Linked DNA regions of Drosophila melanogaster: region 1 is linked to region 2. Evidence: chromatin contacts called from public Hi-C data. All regions are on one chromosome and are shown on one strand. The core of a region is the stretch at or near the end of the contact, and the rest is flanking DNA. Distances in the headings are between cores, read along the strand shown.

Region 1 (5,418 bases), core at 177-2,676, 54 kb before region 2:
CCGCTTGCACCCACAATTGGATTCGATCGGCAAGTATTGTTTCTTGTTATTGTTGTCGGACTCATTGCAGCCAATGGCTTAGTTCGCCTTTGTCTAATGATTTCGATTATTGTATTGTTTTATTTTCCCCTTTCTATGTTCGGTTTTTTATGATACATTTTTACAACTTCCGTCTGTGCACTTTGCGTGGAGGGAGCACTGGAATGCTAGAATGATATAAAAATGCAAATTGGACATAACATCAGCATAAATTGGAGCTGCTTTTAGTAGTTAGCTGAATCGAATTCGAATTCGATTACATTATCGAAATAGATTTCCTGAAAATCATATGAATATATCAAATATTACATCAAATAAATTGAGCCATTGCTTTTATCTGTGCTATCTTAAATACCCGATGGCTAGAATAATAAAAATGTAAAGTGGGCTTAAAATTAACATAAGCAAAGAAGCAGTTTTTAGTAACTCGATATTATTTGACTAAACTAAACTACTCATATTTTATACGAAAGATATTTCCTGAAAGTCCAACCTTACTTAAAATCAATATTACATCGATTTCCATATCCATACAAGTATTTAATTTTAAATCATTTTAATTTTAACTAAACAAGTTGGATGTCATTTGATTTGATTCCATTTTCGGATATATAATTCCTAAAAATTTTAACAGTAAAATGAGTATTTCATAAATACATGCTACATGTTATATTTTAAATTTAACGAATATTTAACCAATAGCAAAACAATTGGTACTAAATATATTCGTGGTGTTTTTTGTTTTAAAATAAATGTGGGACCATTTTATTTTATATTTAAATATACCTATTTTATTAATTGTATTTATATTTTAAATATATTCATAATATAATAAAATCATAGTTTGCTTTTAAATATTTAATGAGCTTAGTCCAGAAAAATGATGTCTATAATATTTTAAATAACTATTTGTCTACAATCAAAATATTTTTGTTGAGAAACATATGCTTTTTTTTACACAAAATTTTTGGTTTTATTATTTTTTTTTTTTGAATACTTGTGTGCCTTAAAAATGCACTTATGCTGAGTTACTGAATAATATTTTTCCTTTTCAGGCCTGAAATTTATGCGGCGGCCCTTTATGAGTCTTTATGGCTGCAATTGCTGCACTTTAACTGCTCGACTTATTTCTGCTGCCTTTTTCGTACGCCCACTGACTAATCCAGGGCCTAATATTTCAGAGGCCTATGATTAGCATATTTCAGCCCGCTTCCCCTCCCCCCCCCTCTCAGTAATCGACGAGTCTGGGCCGCGTTTCGTTTCCACCAACTTGGCTTTCAGTCGTTCCACTGGCTTTTCAGTCGTCTCAGCCACGATCGCTTGGGGATCGGTTTTCTTTGCCGGGGATTTTTCGGTTGAACTCGGCTTGGCTTTTATCAGCCAGTCAGTCAGTGTTTCGCTTTTGGCCAGAGCTGACGAATTTCCTCCTCTTGCCTTTGGGCCCGGCCAAAAGACAAAACTCAAACGGGCAGCAGAAACGTTCAAAAAGTTGGCGGTTGTGTGGTGAAGTGACTATGAATTGATCAAATTTATCAATATATATAGTATTAAAAGGGGTAAATCATATTTATTCGCTAATTAGCGTCTATTGAGTTACTTATTTGTTTTGATTTGCCAATTTTTTTTTGTACTCCTTTTTGTTTTTGTGCAATTGCAATAATTTACAATATTCTGTACAGCGGTGATTATTATAAAAATTCAACAACAGCAGCAGCAGCAACAAATAATAATATTAATAAAACAAAGCGAAGCGAGAGAAACAACAAATTCTAATATATGCAAATGAAATAATTTTGTTTATGGTGCAGTCGAAAGAATTCCGAAAATAAAGTGCAAAAAAGTAAAACACAAAAAAATATTTTATTTGAAAATTTTAACCTGTTCTGTTAGCGGCTGGATCCGGCGATTGAGGTAAGCTGATTTATTTTGGCTTAATCATATTCATACACGTCTCAAATGCGTCGCAATACATCTCTGATAAAGAATAGTTAATGGGGGCAAATCAAGATGTATACATTTATATATATATATAAATATATATGGCCGACTTGTGATCCGATTTGGCTGCAGTTCTGCAACGCTGAGTTGGACTTGGCTTTGGCTTTGGATTAGTGGCAGTAAAACACTTCCGATCCCACTGAACCGCAACCATCTCGGTGGAAGAAAGACGACCTTGCCCATGAAAGAACCAGAACCCACTGAATTGGCCACCCATACTCTATGTGTTTGGATTCATGGTTTTCAGTGGGAGGAAGTCCGGTGGGACTGAAGGATGGCCGAGTGGCGGAATCAAGGCAAGGTCGTCTTCATGGGTATAGCAATTCAATTTCAAGATTATCTGAACAACATGACTTTCAGCTACTTTTTGTAGTAGGTAATTTAGATATAATAGAAAAGCTGCCTGAAATATTTCAAGCATATACTTATCCAGTTTCCAAAAATCCAATTTACATTATATTATATTATATTTATTATATTATATTTTATTGTTTTATACATTTTTGACTTGCATGCTAGAATACACTCTAATTGACTTCGTGTTCGATTTTAATTATTTTCGCAACCCAAATGCTCCTTGAACACCTTCCATATTTATAGGTTTTCGGACTGGGATTACCCCATCGCTTGCCCAACTTTCGGCTCCATCCAGTGGAGTGAATAAGGGATCGGGTGAGCAATGACCACAAGTTGGCAGCTTGGCGGCATTAAAGAGCATTTTAGGCACTCACCTCTTGACCCGACCCACTTCCATATGTCACAAAAGAACAGCGTCAGTCGGTGGTTGGTGGTGATAGTGATTGGATTCGATTCGGTTGTTCGTCGCTTTTGCCGCTGTGCCCATTACTCCTCCATCGAAAGCACCCTGGAAAATCAAAGAAAAAAATCTACAAAATTCCAGACCCCCGATCTACGATCTCCGATGATTGCGTTGTTCCATATGCGCATAAAGCAAATTGCATTAACATTTAGGCCTACGCGCAGAATGCCGCCCACTTTGCGGCTGTGCTGCGGCAGCAATTGTGCCATTCCGCCCGTTCCGCCATTCCATTCCACATCGTGCCGTCTGTGCTTTATCAGCAACCCGATTCGCAGCGATCAGTCGCAATTCAAAGTGCGCGCTGTGCGGAGCCATTTATATCGCTCAACCGTTTTCCGACGGCGGTTATTTTCGAAAACTCCAAAACGTGAATTTCGAATATTATCAAATAACTCGTTCGATTTGAACCACTAACGGTACTGGGCATGCACTGCTTTTAAATGTGATGTTTATTTGCAATAAAGCAGTGTTTTTTTTTGTTTTGTTGGGTTTTTTCGCCAGTCGATCGGTCATAAAAAATATAATAAAAACAAGGTGCATCCAGTGAAACAAGCCATAAATTAGCAAAAGGTATGCGTAATACACATAAGAGTGATGATGATGATACAGGCCCAGAAATTAGCCACTTTAAATGGACAGAGTGTTGTGCGCATGTGAAAGTGATGTCGACGTTTTTAGAATTTTAAAATCCAAACAGATTATTACAAGTGTTTAATTGGATGCAACGAAAAATGTTTTAAAATACTACAACACTATCACATTGATATATTTAACAAAAGGAATACAATTATTGAGAGACTAAGAAATTTGAAACGCAATGTATTTTAAATAGTATATATTTTGAAATATGGTTTTACACTTAGTATTGGAACAATAGCGAACGTGTTTTGGGAAGTCTAAAATATTTGGTCAAGTCAATTTGTTATTGGTAATTTGTGTTGTCTGAATTGTAATTAAATCTCACAATTTGCATAATAAGCATATATTGAAAATTAAAAAATACTTGCTTGATTAAAGGACTGATTGCACTATCTAGATTCCACCTGCCCTGGATCTTTATTCGTAAATTTGTTTTTAAGTTCATTTAATCTATTGTAGAACTTTCCCTTTATCAGAAAGTTAAAAAAAAACTTCGGGTATTTCGAATTCATAGACCTACATAACTTTTTTGATTTTATCCAGGTTGGAACTATTCGCGATCTGCAAACGTTGGCCGCATTACGTTTTCTGTGATCACGGCGATATAATTTCGACACAACCCGGTCATGTCCCCATAACTTCCCATTTCTCTTGTCGCGCTGGTCAAGAGTCTTCAGCACTTTGTTCGATTGAATTTTTTGTAAATTTACTTTCTGCAATTGTTGCCGTTTGGCTTCGTATGCCGTACGCTATATGTATATGTATATATATATGTAGCGCATATAGCGCATATTGGTGTGTCGCTCGGCTTTGGCTCACTTTGGCAGCTTTCTTGCATAATAAACAAGATCAGGCTCAGCACACAATGTGCAACATTAGGCCAATGTTGGTACGTGGACACACTCCTCCAAAAGGGGGCGGCCGCAGCGGGGGGAGTGGCAGGGGCGGATGCGGGGAGGGGGGGGGGCTGGCCTGAGTGGGGCATGGGGACAATCATGGACGGCGGGCGCTAAACTGCTAAGAAAACAAAAAGCGAAAAGCAGTCAGTAAAGCACACTGTAAACAATAAATGATCTAGAATATCAGTTTGGGCATAGAAGTGCAATCAAAGCGATCTGAAATGGAAATATTAAAACTACTGCATTAAACGTTCTTTATAATCAAAGAAAATATAATAATAATTATATATATATGTAATAATAATGATAATTATAATATAAAGATGTTTTAATGTTCTTACCGCGACTCATTTTCTACATATTTACACTAAACAAATAGATGGCATTTTCAATTAATTCTATGTTGAAGATTACCATGAAATCCTGTAGCATTTTCTCGCAGTGCAGCGCCAACATGCAGCGAAACAAGCGATGTCGGTGGCTACTTTTGCTCTCGTTTCGACTGCTGCGTGAGGCACATGGATAACTGGATAACTTGGACAGTTTCCCGTTACCACTGTCCCACTCGGCCCCCGTCTCGCTTGCTCCCCATTGCCCCTCTCTTTCACTCTGATCGTGTTCGTTGTGAACCTGCCACAGCAACAGAAAACTACAACAAAAACGACAAAAAACCGCCGAAAATAAATCGCCAACCGCAAAAGTTTGCAAACTTTTTTAACTTCACAATAAATGCAAACGAACAAAAAAAAACACAAATGTTGCTCCATTTCGCAGCTCAGCGAACCCTTTTTGTCTTTGCTTTCGATTTGACTATACATATATTAAAGTTGGCCGATACTTACAGTAGAACGTAGCTACAAACAATAAGCCTTGCAGGAAAGTAATATCAGTACAAAAATGCACCAATAACCCTTTTTTTTTGAAAACTGAGGTGAAATCTATATGTTTCGCAACGCCATTTAATGGTGTTTTTTCTGGAGCATCACTTTGAAAATGAAGAAAGAAGCTCAGATAGCTATGACC
Region 2 (5,001 bases), core at 1,838-4,337:
GCTAACAATGGATACTCACTAGGAATTGATGGAGCTGGTCACTGAGACGGCATCACCGTTGGGCGCCAAGACAACCAAATTCGAAGTACCATCCAGATCCTCGATGGCGGCGAAGTTGGCTCCATACGCCTGGGCATCGGGCAGCACGTGGGAATCATTGATCTTGGCCCGGTTCTGATCGCCAAAGTCCGGACTATTCAGCCGGCTAACCAGCTCTCGTGCATCGATGAAATGCATATCGCCCAATTCTGGACGCTGGGCAAAGGCGAACTTCATGGCTTCGGCAAATCGATGAATGGTACGCGCCTTCAGCTCCTCCGTGGACAGATCCTGTGCCGTGAAGTTATAGCCCTGCAGTATGGCCAGGACGTGAGCCACCACCGAACCGGAACTGACCGGCGGCACCACATACAAGGTGTCGTCACCCAAGTCCATGGTGATGGAGTTGATTACATCGGCCTCGTACGACTCCAGATCATCGGCCAAAATAATACTGCCCATGTCCTGCAGATCCTCCGCCAGCAACTTGGCTATCGTTCCATTGTACATGTCCATGGGTCCATTCTCGGCCAGAAGTTTGTAGGTCTTGCAGAGATTTTTGGGCGGCTTAACTACAGTTCCGGCGACATGGGGCTTGCCAGTTTCCGCATTCAAATAGATTCTGTAAAGAATCATACGCTTAGAATCGAGTTCTATTCACAAAAGTATGAGTTTGAAATTGCTTGAAAAGCTGCTGAAAAGTGCACTCAGAGAAATGGGGCGTTCTTTTAGACACTTTTAGAGCACTTTTCAAGCTTTTCGACAATTTACTGGTACTGCTCGTGCTCCTTGATGTACGGCAAAGCTATATCCAGTGCCCGTTCCATGTGCTGCGACACATGGTATCCCTTCTCGCAGAGCTCCAGCGATGGCGCCACCAGTTCCGCCCACGGCAGCTGTCCGAACTTCTGATGCGCAACATGGTAGCCCATCACCTCGCCGGGCACAGCGATGCTCAGCGGTCCCTTGTCGGAATTCTCCGGCTGCTGGGCAAACATGTCCTCGGTGGCCTCGTAGGGCGCCACCTCGCGGGCATCGATGGCGGTGGCGTGGCGCTCCTTTCGGTTATAGACGTTCATCAGGTGACCACCACCGATGCCCATGCTCTGCAGGGTCAGCAGTCCGTTGCACAGAAGGGCGGCGATCGCTGCGTCCACCGCGCTGCCATTCTTCTGCAGGATGCCGCTAATAATAATAATATTCAATTAATATTTAATATTTAATGTCACTGCTGTCTTTCTGTTAGGTGATCCAAAAATTGTATAACGCTTCTTATTGTGTTAGTAATAATCCTAAAATGAAATTTTGATGACCTCGATCGTTTGGGCAAAAGGTGGCTCATTCCCATATTCCTCTACCTTCACTATTCGATCTAAATTCTTTTTAAATTCTAAATTTAAAGCCCATAGAACTGCATATAGTTACCTGCCGATCTTGCTGCACTCAAGGTTATCGGAACTCACGGCTCCATGTTGGTAGACCCCCAGGATCGAGTTGTACTGTTCGCTGGTATCGATCTTGATCTGATCCGCTAGCCAGGTGGGTGGTGCCGCTGTCGTTGCCGCCGTGGAGGCGGCCACATTGGGCAAGACGTCGTCCGATGGCGTGGTCGCTGTGCTCGTGATTCCCAGATTGAGATTGCCAATGTTGTCCGTTTCCGTTTCCGGTTCCTGTTGCTGCTCATCATCTGTTAAATGAAATGTTTTAGGTGTGGGGCTGGGATTGCTATCTGTTCTGCTAGTGGTTGTTGTTCTGGTTGCTGTTGTTGTTGTTGTTGCTGTTGGTGGTTGTTGTGTTGCACTTGTTGCTATTGTTGTTGTGCTGGTGCTTATTGTTGTTGCTAATCCTGATGGTGCAATTGTTGTTATGGTTGCCTCTGTGCTTATTGTTGTTGGTGTTGCTGTCGTTGTTGTTGCGGTTGTTGTGTTGTTTCTATTTGGCGTCGATTTAGGCCAGTCTTCGTTGTTGTTGTTGTTGTTTAGTGAGTTGGGGTGTAAAGTTTTTGGTTGGGGTTTTGTTCATGTGAATACTTTTTGGTGCCACAATAGAAGAAATTATTTTGAACTAGATTAAATGCCAGGTGCTTGGTTAAGATGAATCGAAAGCATGCAGAAAATAAGCGAAGTTTTGTTCTATTTTTTGACAGTTTGACTAAATTCGGTCTTTAAAAAACGGTCCCAAAGTCTGTCTGTTCGTATATATGTACAATACACAATACACATCTACACATACAATATCTATGTGAATCGAGTTTCGGTATTAGTTTGCAGTGGGTGAGTGAATTGTTAGCTGGATGTAGTTGGCTATTGTACCTTTAACCCGATTTCCCATACTCACCACTGAAACACAGGCTAATTATCACGTAGCTGATCAGGGCAATGCCGATAAAGCAGATTAGCACGATGGTTAGCTTCTTCATCCAGGCCAAAACTTTCACGCGCCTGCAAAAATCCAAATGAAATTCTCATATTAAGATACTAAGCCCAATGATAATAAAAATTAGTTAAAATCTCTGTGCCCTTAAAAATTAATTTTTAAATAACTTGGAAAGCTGTAGTCCTTGCCGCATCCTTGAACTTCTGTTTATAGAACAGAAATGTATCTGCAAATTGTCCGAAACAAGAATTTACTATTCGCCTACTATTGCAGTTGGCTCAATCCAATAAATGCGATTTCTATGTAAGCCACTTCCTCTCCGCATCGCAATCATAAAACTCGCCAAGGACATTTCGAACCTAAATGCTATTGTTAATGCTCCTTTTTATGCTCACATCTGTTCGCGACGCGCCTCCTCGGCGGCGGCAGTGTCCTGCATGAGTTCGCCGCCATTCTTCTCCTCGTCGGAGTCCAATCCGCCGGCGGACTTCAGGGGTATCTTGTTCATGGCATCCTCGTTGCTGTGGTGCACCATCTTGTGGGCATCCGCTGCTGCACTTGCTCCGGCTCCTGTTCCCGTTCCCGCCGATCCCGCTGGGATTGTGATGGAGCTGTAGTTGGCAAAAAAAAACGAAAAAAAACGGTCGAAAATAAGTTGTAAACAAATGCAACAGTTTTTGATATCCTCGGCGCTCGAAAATATGCAACAGTTTTCGCCAGCAGCTTTCAGCAGCAACTGAAACTGAAAATGAATGCGGCCCAAGCACCGACAATCTCAAGCGATTCTCATTGAACGACAAGTACAGTGGAGTCTCCATAAATTTGCTTAAGCTTGTGCACAGAAAATGAGGTATAAAAACCACTTTATAATCTTTAATATTTATAAAACCACAAATATCTTTTCATATTATAAAGATATTGATCATTTGGTTTAATTTGGCATCCGTTAGCTTTTAAGTTCGACTTAGCGAAACTCCACTGTCACAGCTCGAACAACAACTATATCGCTGTCGTCATCGCCAACTTTGATGGCAGGATGTGGCTTGTGTGCTCGGCTACCCGACACCGTTCACCACCCGCCGCCCAACGCCCACCGCCCCCAAGTTCCTTGTGTGGGCGTGTCCCGTATAAAAATGGGTCAGACAAGCGACGACGTCGACAGCGACGCCGACCGAGTCGGTAGCAGTGGGAAATGCATTTTCCTCAATCGAGCAAGTGGATTTCCTTTTGTTGTTTCGACCATAACCATAATTGAATGTTGTGATTGTGAGCTCGCGTGGTCGGCGGGATTTTGTGGGCGGAAATGGGGTGGTGTTGGGTTAAGTCATTGCTCGCGGGAATTGGGTTAATTGCTGCCAGCAATGAGAAACGGGAAAAATAAAAAATTTAAAACATATCCAACGGACAGGGCAGCACCTCTTGCACCGCGGACCTGACCTGGGCTACATTTGTAATTGTTGACGTCGCCACTTGCACTCGCACAACAACACCCACCACCCTCCCTTTTAACCCATGAAACAACAAGCAGCTAGGCCCCCCCTTAACCCAGCACGCAGTGATGACGACACTTGCTGAAGAGGAAAAGCCCCTCGTAAAACAGGGTGCTCAAAAAGTAGACACACTCAAATACAGGCGGTGAGTTAATCGTGCTTGATAGCAGTTTAAAGTTTTAAGGGGCTACACCGAGAAAAATTGGTGTTATATAAGTTACCATTACTTTTATATACATTTTCACATAGCATTACAATTTTGGCTTAGGTCCCAAAGTAAAATTTAAAAAAATATGAAAAAATATTTGTGCTTAAAAAAATATGAAGTTACTAACTGGCAAATCACCGAGACATTTGCAATATTTTCTGCGATTTTCATTCAATTTATCCAAGTACCACTGTACATCGTTTAGAGTTCTGCCTGAAATGAATGGCCCTATGCGTTGTGTGCACTTTTTAATATTGCCCATTTTTTCTTTTCTGGTTAATAATACTCTTTGCTGCTGCCTTCTTTGCGCTGCCTGGCGGGCAGGCATTCGCGCTATTTTTGGGTCAACTGCATTTAATTTCGTTTCGTTTTCGTTAAATGGTCGGTGGGCCGAAAGAACAAGCCACAATTATGAGGCATTCGGAATGCAATTGGGGTTTACGATCCACTTGTTCCTGGCTGCGCCCACGAAAAATGGCACAGGGAAACCAAAATAGAGTTCGTCGTGCCATGACCATAGCAAATTAAATACAAATACCCACAAATAGTTCCCTATTCTGCTTCACTTTAATTGATTGCTATTTGCACTTAGCGGTTCGCAGGAACCGAACGACAGGTGGCGTGTTGGTGGTGGTCATTAGGCAAAGGATAATTACTCAATTGCAACTTTGTTTGGCAAATGCTTCGCGGCAATCATTACCAAAGCTAAATAACTTATACTTCAATTAAGTTAAATTACTTTGTAATATACAAATGTGAATAACTTCAAAATTGTTAGGCTTTCGCTCGACGCAACATTACACATTTATTCAATAACGTTTAATTTTCACCATTCGTCAATTTAAATTCTGTCAACTTCATTTTCACATTACAATTCTTAGTTTTGGC

Evidence for each region. Hi-C and Micro-C count contacts between places; a contact is called where the count stands out from the background.
Region 1: a contact with region 2 is called in a Hi-C map of the Kc167 cell line, with 1.6 times the contacts expected there. The contact joins the promoter of CG13003 here to the enhancer-like site in region 2. A contact is called at or near these places in 22 of 107 Hi-C or Micro-C datasets (the Clone 8 cell line, the Kc167 cell line, the OSC cell line and 10 more) and 1 of 6 datasets of contacts at active chromatin or transcription factors (the Kc167 cell line).

The regions. Positions count from the first base shown.
Region 1 is chrX:16,872,552-16,877,969 of dm6, reverse strand. CG13003 reads left to right here and starts at 1,426. Exons shown (of 6, transcript NM_001169308.3): 1 at 1,426-1,950.
Region 2 is chrX:16,820,582-16,825,582 of dm6, reverse strand. It overlaps CG4829, which reads right to left. Exons shown (of 7, transcript NM_167550.2): 2 at 2,811-3,026; 3 at 2,377-2,480; 4 at 1,465-1,996; 5 at 811-1,224; 6 at 20-661. Among named protein-coding and RNA genes, the nearest start is that of lncRNA:CR44129, 7.1 kb to the right of the region's middle. Within about 2 kb of position 3,087, at least 8 of the 39 cell types and tissues checked have an H3K27ac peak or open chromatin away from gene starts, as enhancers often do. A contact at or near this core is called in the Kc167 cell line, where this site is marked.